Regions from separate parts of the Mus musculus genome. Here regions 2, 3 and 4 are each linked to region 1. The links are chromatin contacts, called in public Hi-C and promoter capture Hi-C maps. All regions are on one chromosome and are shown on one strand. Each heading gives the region's core, a stretch centred on a gene start, on an enhancer-like site or on the middle of the called end of the contact. The rest is flanking DNA. Distances are from core to core; before and after follow the strand shown.

What was found. Promoter capture Hi-C pulls out the DNA fragments that hold promoters and counts their contacts. Hi-C and Micro-C count contacts between places; a contact is called where the count stands out from the background.
Region 2: a promoter capture Hi-C map of pre-B cells shows a contact between it and region 1, with 6 times the contacts expected there. The contact joins the promoter of Tubb4b here to the promoter of Sec16a in region 1. A contact is called at or near these places in 5 of 39 promoter capture datasets (erythroid cells, fetal liver, hippocampal neurons and 2 more), 1 of 484 Hi-C or Micro-C datasets (B cells) and 1 of 115 datasets of contacts at active chromatin or transcription factors (pancreatic cancer cells).
Region 3: a Hi-C map of regulatory T cells shows a contact between it and region 1, with 8 times the contacts expected there. The contact joins the promoter of Man1b1 here to the promoter of Sec16a in region 1. A contact is called at or near these places in 2 of 39 promoter capture datasets (erythroid cells and liver) and 1 of 484 Hi-C or Micro-C datasets (regulatory T cells).
Region 4: a contact with region 1 is called in a promoter capture Hi-C map of liver, with 4 times the contacts expected there. The contact joins the promoter of Fut7 here to the promoter of Sec16a in region 1.

The regions. Positions count from the first base shown.
Region 1 is chr2:26,443,908-26,446,551 of GRCm38.p6, reverse strand. Sec16a (SEC16 homolog A, endoplasmic reticulum export factor) reads left to right here and starts at 1,336. Exons shown (of 30, transcript NM_153125.2): 1 at 1,336-1,477. 0610009E02Rik (RIKEN cDNA 0610009E02 gene) reads right to left here and starts at 628. Exons shown (of 3, transcript NR_152209.1): 1 at 352-628.
Region 2 is chr2:25,223,404-25,226,047 of GRCm38.p6, reverse strand. It overlaps Tubb4b (tubulin, beta 4B class IVB), which reads left to right and starts at 1,346. Exons shown (of 4, transcript NM_146116.2): 1 at 1,346-1,514; 2 at 1,816-1,924; 3 at 2,004-2,114. The coding sequence starts at 1,458.
Region 3 is chr2:25,331,388-25,334,031 of GRCm38.p6, reverse strand. Man1b1 (mannosidase, alpha, class 1B, member 1) reads right to left here and starts at 1,289. Exons shown (of 13, transcript NM_001029983.2): 1 at 1,056-1,289; 2 at 489-597. The coding sequence starts at 1,172. It overlaps AA543186 (expressed sequence AA543186), which reads left to right and starts at 1,461. Exons shown (of 2, transcript NR_027448.1): 1 at 1,461-1,884.
Region 4 is chr2:25,421,911-25,424,554 of GRCm38.p6, reverse strand. It overlaps Fut7 (fucosyltransferase 7), which reads right to left and starts at 1,313. Exons shown (of 4, transcript NM_001289453.1): 1 at 1,219-1,313; 2 at 587-809.

The DNA.
Region 1 (2,644 bases), core at 87-2,586:
GCTATTATTTAGCTCTAGCCATCCTAGGGTTGGGGTTGCTGCTTCTTTTTAGGGACTTAAAGTTGAGTCTACCATGTGTTCAGAAAGAGTTTGGAAACCTGGCTCTCTAAAGATAAATGTTAGCTTTACAGAGTGACCCACAGTGCCACGTCAGAGGACATGAAGCTGGCCCTCAGTTCTCCCGGCTATGCTTGCGTGTCTGAGCGCTGGCCAGCTCCACCACACTCCCTCCTTCCCTGCCTCTGGGTTCGCCACTGACCAGGCGGCTTCGCAGGGGCACCGCCTTCTCACGCTCTCTGGAGTACAGGTGAGGGAGCCAGGCCTGGTCACTTCCCCGATGACAGCACCCACCTTTTCCGGAGAGCCTCTGCTCCGACAGACAGACCTGCTGACATCCCTGGTCTAAGTCCAGCGTTCCGCCGTGGGCTTTAGGCCGCGCCCTGCCGGGAGGAGTCGCAATGGAGTTTGAAGGACTTGGCCTCCAGGCTCTGGCTTCTCTCCTCTAGCAAAGGTTGGAGGGGAATGGGGGTGGTGGTGGTGAGAGTTCCTACTAGCACCAGGAAAGGCATTTGCTTAATCACGCGAACTGCGCCGGGCAGGCTCCAGCAAAGAGCCGTAGCCAAGCAACGGGTACAGCTCCGCGCACGCGCCTGTCCAGCCCGCAGAAGTCGACCGCCTAGCTACTCGAGCAGGGTGGCGCACGCGTAGTCGCCCCCGCCGGCAACCAAGAGAACCCAACGGAAAAATGGGGAGGGGGCAAGCGAGAGGGCCCGCTGGGGCTCTGGACTCAGCGGAACTTCTGGCTTTGGTTTTTCAAGACTGATTCTCCCCGGGGATCTGGATTGAAGAATCCTGTCCAGTCAAATCCTAGAACAGGAAGACTGTAGGACAGAACCAGCGTAACCAGGGCGACGTGAAGAGGCGGGGCCCGCGCTCCTGGCTCCGCAAGTGGGTGAGGGCGGGGCCACGGGGGTGGAGCTGTAAGTGACTGACGCAAGAGGGGCGGGCCTATGGGTGGGACGAAGAGATGAGGCGGCAAAAGACTGGAGACGAACGAAAGGCGGAGTCAAAAGGGACACTACGAAAGGCTCTTAAGGGGAATGGGCGGGGCAGCTCCTGGGGGGCGGAACAAAAGGATGAAGCAGTGCAAAACTGGACGGGAGAGGGGGCGGAGCCCAAGGGGGCGTGGTATGATTGACGCGCCGAAGACGTGTACGGAGCGCGGCCAAGAGGGCCGGGCAGGGGGGGCGGGGCAATGGGTGAAGCAGCGAAAGACTGGAAGAAGCAAGAGGAGGGGCAATTAAGGGGCGGGGCGCGCTGACGTCTCCTTCGGACACGTCGGCGGCGGCACCTGGAGCCGGATGTGCCAAGATGGCTGCGGCTGCTGCTGGGAACGCGCTAGTTCCCCCTACTGCCGCCGCCGTCGCCGGCTGGGTTTCAGTTCGCGGCGCCTGAGAAGCCAACCACAGCTCACAGGGTGAGGGCTGAGTGTATGGAGCACGGTGGAGGCCCGAGGGTGGGCGAGGCTGCGGAGGCCAAGCAGGCTCAGTGAGCATCGGGCCTAGCCCGGAGTGGCGAGCGCATTTAAAGAGACACAGTCAGGCCTGGGGAGAACGACAGTACCGGGCCGCCTGGTGCTGAGACACCGGACAGGTTACGGGCCGTGTCGCCTTGGTGGGTTGTCTAAGGGGCTCGTGGTTTCCCAGACCTGACGGGAGACAGATACCTGGTCAGGGCTTCGGGAACTGGTTGGCCGCTGGGGAAGGTGTGTTAACATGGCCAGACTGTGACACCTCCGAGGAAGCCCGCAACTCATTTAAAACGAAGAAAGTGCAGGAAATTGCCAAGCTTGACTTTTGCTGGGTTCTGAAGATATTTGATTCTCGTTGGCTCGAAGACTTCCTCAGAAGTTGATGATCATGGGACACATTTTCATTTGAAACAGGGAGTAGCAGCGTTTATTTGTAATCTCTTGGCCGGCGGAGCAGGATGTCGCAAGGGAGGTCGTGATTTGTTTTTTACCAAGGTGTAGAAAAATGTCGGCTTGGCTGTGGAGCGTCCTGTAGATAACTCTGGCTGTTGTGCTTACACAGGTTTTTAAATGGCATGTAGGATGGTCGCGCACTGAAGGAAAGATTTCCTTTCAAAAGTGTTGACTAGAGGCGTTTTCCATTCTGAGTTTGGCAGTAAGAAACAGCAGACTCACAGATTACTGTTCCTTCAGGTCCTTTTGCAAGGTGCAGCACAGTGCAGCTTCCTTACACGTTGTCCACGTTCCCTTCCTAGGGTTTCAGTGCTCATGTCTTGCAGATTTTGGTATCCCGTCTTGCTTTTATAAGCAAACATGAATGTCCATGTTTCCTGTGTGTCTTCCTCACATAGTGTATAGCTTTTTCTCTTCTGCAAATGCCTTCTTCAACATTTAAAGGGTTCCGGCTCAGATTTTGACTTAGAAGGGAGGTGTTTATCTTGTCTGTCTGATAAGAGTATCACAGACAGTCACCATGGGGGAGATTGTTGGCGAGTGGAGCTCACTAATGTTCTTGGGTTCCCCTGTGTTCTACAGTTTACAGCTGTTAAGGCTGGCAGTGAAAGGATCAGGGGATGTTTAAAATACCTCAGTCACATAGAGTCATACTTAAAA
Region 2 (2,644 bases), core at 97-2,596, 1.2 Mb after region 1:
GCCTAACACCCTTAGTTTTGAAGGTAGTTCATTCCAAAAGCCAGAAGTGGCTAGACTGAGACAGACCCATTGTATAATATTCCTTTAAAAAGTTACACATCAGACATGAAGACTAAGAACTGTAGTCCTTGCATTCTGGAGGCTAAGGCAGAATTCCAGGTTACAGGCCAGACGACTCTGTCTCATAAGCAATGGCGTAGAGAAATTACCAACTAGACCATTTTGTGGGCAGAAAGATATTGGGGATCAAAATGCCAAGGTGGGGGGAGCAAATGGAGAAAAAGGATTGTTTCAGAACTACTTGCCTTCGAGAGGTAGCTGACTTGGGAGGGAAGGTTAAAGTTAAGGTGAACAGAAATCACTTTAAGAGACCTGCTCTTCTGGTAAACAGAAACTTTTAAGCTTGTTTACCTGGTCAAGTCCTGTTTAGGACAATGTCAGCACTACCATTTTGGGGGTAGGGGTGCTTTGGACCTGACCCTGAAAAAAAAAAAAAGAAATATGTACATGTATTGCTCTCCATTACAGGACAGGGACTTGCACACGTTTGTTTGTTTGTTTTTCCCTCTAACAGTCATGGCCAGGCATGCCCAGCCCTGTAGTCTCCATGCAGCTCTGTGCGCACTTGGAACTCAGGCTCCAAGGAAACCGGCTCTTGGCCAGCAAGTTTCCACAACATCTAGGGAGGCCGAAGGGGCGGAGGGATGGCCCTCCCAGGGGTGGGGTGGGGAGGGGAAGAGAGAAGGGGGGGGGGGAGAGGGGAGGGGGGAGAGAGAGAGAGACAGATAGAGACAGAGGACCCCGCGCCTGCCCAGTGCGTCCCGGAAGGGCCCGGCGCCTCATCCAGAGCCTATTATTGTTAGCGTTTCAATTCGCCTCAGCTTGAGGCTTGCAAGGTGTGTTCCGGATCGACAATGCCTGCCCGCGTCTCCTTTCTCTCCCCGCAGCAGCTGCCAGACCTACCAAGCCGCCCGAGCCCACAAAGCTCTGAAAAGTCGCCCCCTCCCTTTCAGCCGGAAGCTGGCTTTCCACGTCCCACCCGCGCGCTGCACTGCGGCGGTTACCAGGACGCCAAAACAGCGCAGCCAATAGTGTCAGGCTCTCGGAGTGCTCCCAGGAGGCAGCCAATGGAAGTGCAAATCAATCATTTGAAACACCCAATGGATTGAGCACTGCGGCGCCAGGGCGGGGATTGTGATAGGGGGAGCCGTAGGCAAGCGTGACCAATAATGAGAGTATATTGTTGGGAAGGCGGGCCCCAGACCGCTCGATTGACGGAAATGTAGCCAATCAGACAAGGATAATTCGTGGCCTCGTTCTGAAAGCCCAATCCTGTGCTGACGAGGGCGGGTCATAAGAGGTATATAAATGTTGGCAGAGCGTCGGTTGTAGCACTCTGTGCGCCTGCTCCTCCCGAAGTGCTCCTCTTCTACAGCTGTTCCGCAGTCGCCGCCGCCATGAGGGAGATCGTGCACCTGCAGGCTGGGCAGTGCGGCAACCAGATTGGCGCCAAGGTAGGAGGCTAGGTTTCTGCGAGCCAGACGCCACTGGGACAGCCAGCCGGGGAAGATGGCGGAAGCGGCCCGGAGCGTCGCCCTTCATTGCGTCCTGGATACCGGCGTACGCTGGGCCGAGACGTAGCGCCGGTGGCTGGTGTCGGTGGGGCGGACGGTGCGCGGCCCTTAGGGATTCGTCGCCCTGGCGCTCCTGAGACTGGAGGGAGGGGGAGGGCCTGCCGCACCCATCCGGGGCGGGGCTGCCTTGGAGCGCACCGGCCGGCCGGCGTGACTCAGCTAACGCCCGACTCCCTTGCAGTTCTGGGAGGTAATCAGCGACGAGCATGGCATTGATCCCACTGGCACTTACCACGGAGATAGCGACCTCCAGCTGGAGCGCATCAACGTGTACTACAACGAAGCCACCGGTAAGGCTCCTCTACCCCATCCATCCTCCTCACCACCCTTCCAGTTTGAGCACACTTGACGTCCCCCTGTCCCAACCAGGTGGCAAGTATGTGCCCCGCGCCGTGCTCGTGGACTTGGAGCCCGGCACCATGGACTCGGTGCGTTCAGGGCCCTTCGGGCAGATCTTCAGACCTGATAACTTCGTCTTTGGTGAGTGTGGTGGAGGTGTGGACGGGCTTGCTACCCATGAGGCTCAAAGGTCAAGGGGCTGACCTAAAGTTCTTCCTTAATAGCCACCAGGTGTACACTTTCTTGCCCTCTGAGTCACTCAATCCCTTGGCCGAAAGCAGCTTTAGGAGGAAGGTCCAACTGACTGCGGGTAGATTAGTTGCTAGTAGAGAGTATGAGAAGACCTGACCTAGTGGCAGGGGCCCTGTACTCTCCTTGAACATTGGCAGGGGTGCCTTTGGAAGTATTTACTGTCTTAGCTCTAGTGTGTTCTGTACATCTCCGTCTGGTCTCCCCCACCCCCCATCCCCAATCTATGTATCCCTGCCTGGCCTCTTTAACTGTAGACCAGGCTGACCTTAAACTCAGAACTACCTGCCTACCAAGTGCTGGGATTAAAAGCTTGTGCCATTATGCACAGCACCCCCTCTCCCCTTTTTTTTAACATGGCAGATTGTTTTGGGTCTGTACACTTTATTCAGTGTCACCTCATGTCATTTGGCCCCTTGGGC
Region 3 (2,644 bases), core at 40-2,539, 1.1 Mb after region 1:
ACAGTCTTTTCCAGGCTGAATTCTTTTTCAAGCATTTGGCAGAGTGTGTCCTTAAACACAACATACAACAACCCCCTCAGCCCCGCAACATATCAATTTAATAGTGCCCAAACAGGCAGCTTGACTTGAGCAATCTGAAGCAATGTTTGGGTTTCCAACCTTAAAGCAGCCCAGAAGGAATCCTAGGATCCTCTCAGGATATCCACTGGTCCCAGGCAAACACACTGTACCACGTGGTAGGGACATGTGATTAGTGCTGATCTGCTGCTATAGACTGATGGGGAGGGGAGGGACAGCACTGTTGGCCCAAAGACCTACAGGGTCACCTGTACACCAGTTGGTCATACTGGGCTCCACATTTTCCCCTCTGCTGTATTTATTGCCAATCTGTCACCACATGCCTTGTGGTACTGTTTTATCTGGATTGCAATACTGTATCTGACCTCAGCCTGCATCTCCTCTGCTCGAGCACCACTGGTATTTCATACCTTTCCACTGGTCAGCCGTATGAAGAGAGTACAGGAATCCACAGAGAATCAGAAAGCCCAAGACGAAGAGAATCACATTCCGCTGTAGCCTCGAAAGCTGCTTCCATTTCTAAGAAAGAGCCGGGAAAATGACACTTGTCACAGATTCGGTTAAAAGAGCAATTCAGAGAGACCCTTATGTAAGGCTTGTCCTTACTTGAGGGCAGGTAAGTTCCCTCTCAGCAAAGTTTACATTGACAGAACAGTGCTAGAGGTGACAGAGCACACCATCCCATACATGGCACAAGATCTGTACACCATGTGTCCAGCTGCACGTGCACTGGAGAAAAACTCCTGAAATCCCCATGACTTGGCTCAGGCATCGTCGGACCATACGGGCTGTGCTCATTGCCCCCTCAGCTCAGGATCCCCAGGGCACCTGACATTAGGCAGGGGAAGCAACCACACCGAAACCCAAGCTGCGAGAACCAGACGCAGCACAGAAACTTCTGGACGCTGGAAGAGACACGAACGCTCCAGCTAGGTACTTCCCTCGGTAAGGCTTCCCCAGCCCGGACCCCGCCTCACCCTCCAGCATGAGCGCCGCCGCCGGCTCTTGCTGTTGTCGTAGCTCTCGCCCAGGCTCAGCGTCACCGAGATGAAGTCCCGGTGAGGCGCCGGCGGCGGCGCCGGCGGTGGGTACATAACTGCGAAGCCGGCCCAAAAGACCTCGCTTGCTGGAGGCGTCAGGAAGCCCAAGACTGAGAAAGACCGCGGGCTGCCATAACGAAGGCATCCACACCCCGCCCATCGCCCTAAACACCAGTGCGCACGCGCCGCGTCTTATCGGTCGTTGCGCAAGCTCAGAACCCTAGTCTAAGCACCGCGCCTGCGTACACCCTTGTGCTGGTATTTCCTGGCGGGTCACTGGCGTCACGATACCCGCCCCTGTGCCGTTGACGTTATTTCATCGCGTCCTTACGTCGCTGAATCGCGCGCATCCGCTCCATTGCAGGCGTCCTGCAGACTCCCTGTTGGGGGCGGACTGACTACGGTTTGGAGAAGTGTTCTTTGTTGCAGTTACGTCTGGCTTGAGTTGTGGACTATCACCCTTGCCGGAGTCCTGCGCTCGATCTCGGGGAGCGGGCATCACCCTGGCGCGCCTGGAGGTGAAACGCAAAACTCCTGACCGGAGGAAGGGACGGCCCTGCTGAGGCTGAGTCCTGGGGTGGCTCTGCGCCCTGAGGCCGCGGCCTGGCCTTTCTAGTCGCTCCGGCCTGGGAGCGACCCTTTCTGCGACCATTCCGCTCCTAGCCCTACCTACGTACTCGGCAACGGGTTTAAAACGACCTCACTTTTCCGTGCGCGTGGTTCCCTCGAGGAAAACATGCAAAACGACAAAACTGCCCACTGTCCGGTGGGTGAAACTGCTGCTTCCCAACTTACTTGTGGTATTTCTGAGCATTTGGAGAGTTCCCTACGTTGCGATCATTTAGTTTGAATCTCCTACAGAAGACCTACCTGATCCCGCGCCCCTTCCCTACATTTTTTTTTTTTTTTTTTTGTGGGGTTGGGGGAGGTTCGAGACAGGGTTTCTCTGTATAGCCCTGGCTGTCCTGGAACTCACTCTGTAGACCAGGCTGGCCTCAAACTCAGAAATCCGCCTGCCTCTGCCTCCCGAGTGCTGGGGTTAAAGGCGTTCGCCACCACACCCGGCCCCTTCCCTACTTTTAAGTCCTCACAGATCGCTATTACAATAGTGCTCTCAAATGTAGGTTTTCGGAACCATGGCAGATGGTGCAATGACTTTGAGGTCTGCATATCTTCCAAAATGAAGGCGGAGTTCTTGTTGGCTATTCACGCCAACTCAAGCCAGGTCTACACATTCCCACGTTCTGCTACTGCTTATGACCATGAGGTGGCAGTTGGCATACCAAAGGGCTAGTTAGAGCTCTACGTTAAAAAAAAAAATAAACCTTTGAGGGAAGAAATAGGAAGAGTTTGTTAGACCAAAACAAAATCTGGAGCTGAAAATCTTCCAATTCAAGCCAGGCAAGAATGATAAGCCACTGTGGGACAAATCCTTGTCCAAGTTCAGAATCTAGCGACATTGAAGGTCTTGAAGGGGTTGAAAGAGGAAAACCAAGTCAGCCACAGAGAGCAATGATGAAGTAACC
Region 4 (2,644 bases), core at 64-2,563, 1.0 Mb after region 1:
CCCACCCCGTCTTCTGCTCAAAGAGGGAATTGAGACAAGAGGAAGGCCAAGACAAGGCCCCCTTCCCAACCATGCTGGTCCCTAGAAATGACCAGCTAGGCATATGGAGAAAGAGGAGGAAGAGGAGAAGGAGGAAGAGGAGGAGGAGGAGGCCTGCTTGCCTTCAGGAAAAGGAAAGGCCCTTGCGAGCACTCTGAGCAGAAGTGATCCCTTCCCCCAATGAGCACCTCCGTCCTCTGCCCACCACACAACCCCAGGCCACCCAAAGAGAGCAACTGCATTTTCCCAGGAGGCCACAGAGGCCCCTCCCTGTAATGATGATACCCACTTCCTCCAATCCCTCATTAAGCTGGACCTGTGCTCCCAGATCCTCGGGCATCACAAAATGCTGTTCTGCCACCTCTAGAAAAATGCCTTGTTCTCAGAATTGTCATCCTCAGAAAAGGGCCCCATCACAGTCTGATGGAGCGTCAGCACTTGCCCTGAAGGGCAGACCCAGGAGCTACCTGCAGTGGACTGGGGGGCGGGGGGGAGGGTGCCCTGGGGATTCTTATCTTTCCCTGCCAAGACCTGTGAGCATACAAACCTTGAACTGTAGGTTCAGCCCAAGGTCCAGGGCTGGAAGAGTTGCAGGTTGCTTCCTTCCTGCTCTCCCAGGAGGGGGCTTTCCAGTCTGGAAAGGGAAGGAGTCTGTGTGTCCCTGGCGTGGACAGGCAGGCTGGTGGGCAGGGGGTTGGCATCCACTCCAGAAACAGGAAAGCTAGTCCCAGCCTCAGGTCCAGGCTTGTTTGATTCCCCTCCAGCAGGCTCTGGTGGGCAAAGCTATAGCTTGTAGCCAAGGTTCCTCTCCATCTCACCAAGCCTTCCAATCTGGGGATGCAATGACCCAGCCCAGACCAGGGTAGGGTGGCCCAGCAGGGTCACTCAGAGCTTCAGCCTATACAAAGCTTTTAGCTAAGCTTCCTCCATCCCCACCAGATCCCCCACTCTGCTGAGCCAGACACTATGGAGCCCTGTATGGAGAATAGCAGGCCTGGCTTGTCCATGTCCCAGAGCTCCAGACTGGGAGTTTTGAATGGGAGGACAGTGTTGGCCAGATCGTCCCCAGCATCCCTTTGGGGATCACTTCCTACACTTCGCTCTGCCCGACCCGACCCTATGTCACTCCTGTGCTTCTAGGATTCCTGCCCCCACCCCCACCGCCAGCCATAGTCTCACGTGACAAGGCTGCTGTTGAGACAGGTACCAAGAAACTGACAGCAGTGCCATGGCCAGGGCAGAGGCGAGTGCAGGCTGATTGGCACCTCAGAAGTGCCCTGCCCATCCCCTCGCAGGGTATAACTTCCAGATTGTGGTGGAGAGCTTGCGCAATGCCTAAAGGGGAAGGGAGGGTATGGGTGCCATCAGAAACTATCTAGCTGGTTTGAGGTATAACGTAAGGTGGGCACGAGGTGGGCAGCGGTACCCTTGCTTTTTCAGTTACTCTGTGCTTAGTAAGATAACCATAGTGATATCTGCCCCTTTGTTTCCGCCCCGGCATCTTTCTTCACCTCTCCCCAAGCTGGTGACCCCAGGAGAGTCACATTTTGGCTTCAGAGTTCACTTCACCCCGCCCCACCTCTTCTCTCGTGTCAGGAACCCAGAAGGCTGTGGGGGACCTGCAGGAAGGGGGCCATCCTGCCAGCTTGGGGCCACAGGCTTCTGGCTGCCAGAGCCTGCTGTCCTTCCTGTTTGTGCCGCCAGGCTGGCTGGGGCCTTTGCCCCAGCCTCACCCACGCCCACATGCTCTTCCCTTCCTGGGTGGATTTGAAGGAACCTCCCCCACATCTGCCTTGCTGTTATACTGACCCCCTCCCCATGCCAGCTCAGTTTGGAGGAGGGTCCCACAGGGTCTGTTAACTGTAGGGCACCTGACCATGAGAACTTGCCAACTGAGGAGTCAGTTCGGAAATTTAGCTCAGAAATGGGGTCAGGATGGAAAAGGGGGTGGGGGGAATGTGAGACATCATGAGTCAAAGGGAAAGCCAGGGGACCTCAACATACCACCTCACCTCACCAGGCCTCCTCACTCACAAGGGCACCCAAACCCAGCTTTACATCTGGGGTTCCAGGATCAGGATCACACATTCTATTCTACCCAGCCTAAGAGACCTTGTGGACCCTCGTCCAACCAGAGCAGGGTAGGTACCACAAGACACACACACAGAGAGAGAGAGAGAGAGAGAGAGAGAGAGAGAGAGAGAGAGAGAGAGAGAGAGAGAGAGAGAGAGAGAGAGAGAGAGAGAGAGAGAGAACACCTGGGGCAGCAGGATTTTAAGGAAAGTGCCTGCTTAGCCTGCCTGATCTGGACCCACTCCCCACCCCACCCCCCATCCCCCAAGACTGGTCAGATGTGTGTCTAGAGGTCCCCCTGGTGGCCATTCTCCAGAATCACTTGATCCTGCTAAGAAAGGCACTAACCCACTAACAGTGGGGACTTAGGGCTCTAGGAACCCTCAGGCAAGGCTTGTCTTTGGAGAAGCATAGAGACAGAGCTTTGTAGGCTTGCCGGCAGTAAAGGGGACACCTAGGTGAAGGAGCACGCTGCTGAGGGGTAACATGGCAGCAGGTTGGCAGGGGAAAGGTGTGGTCTCCGTAGTCTAGT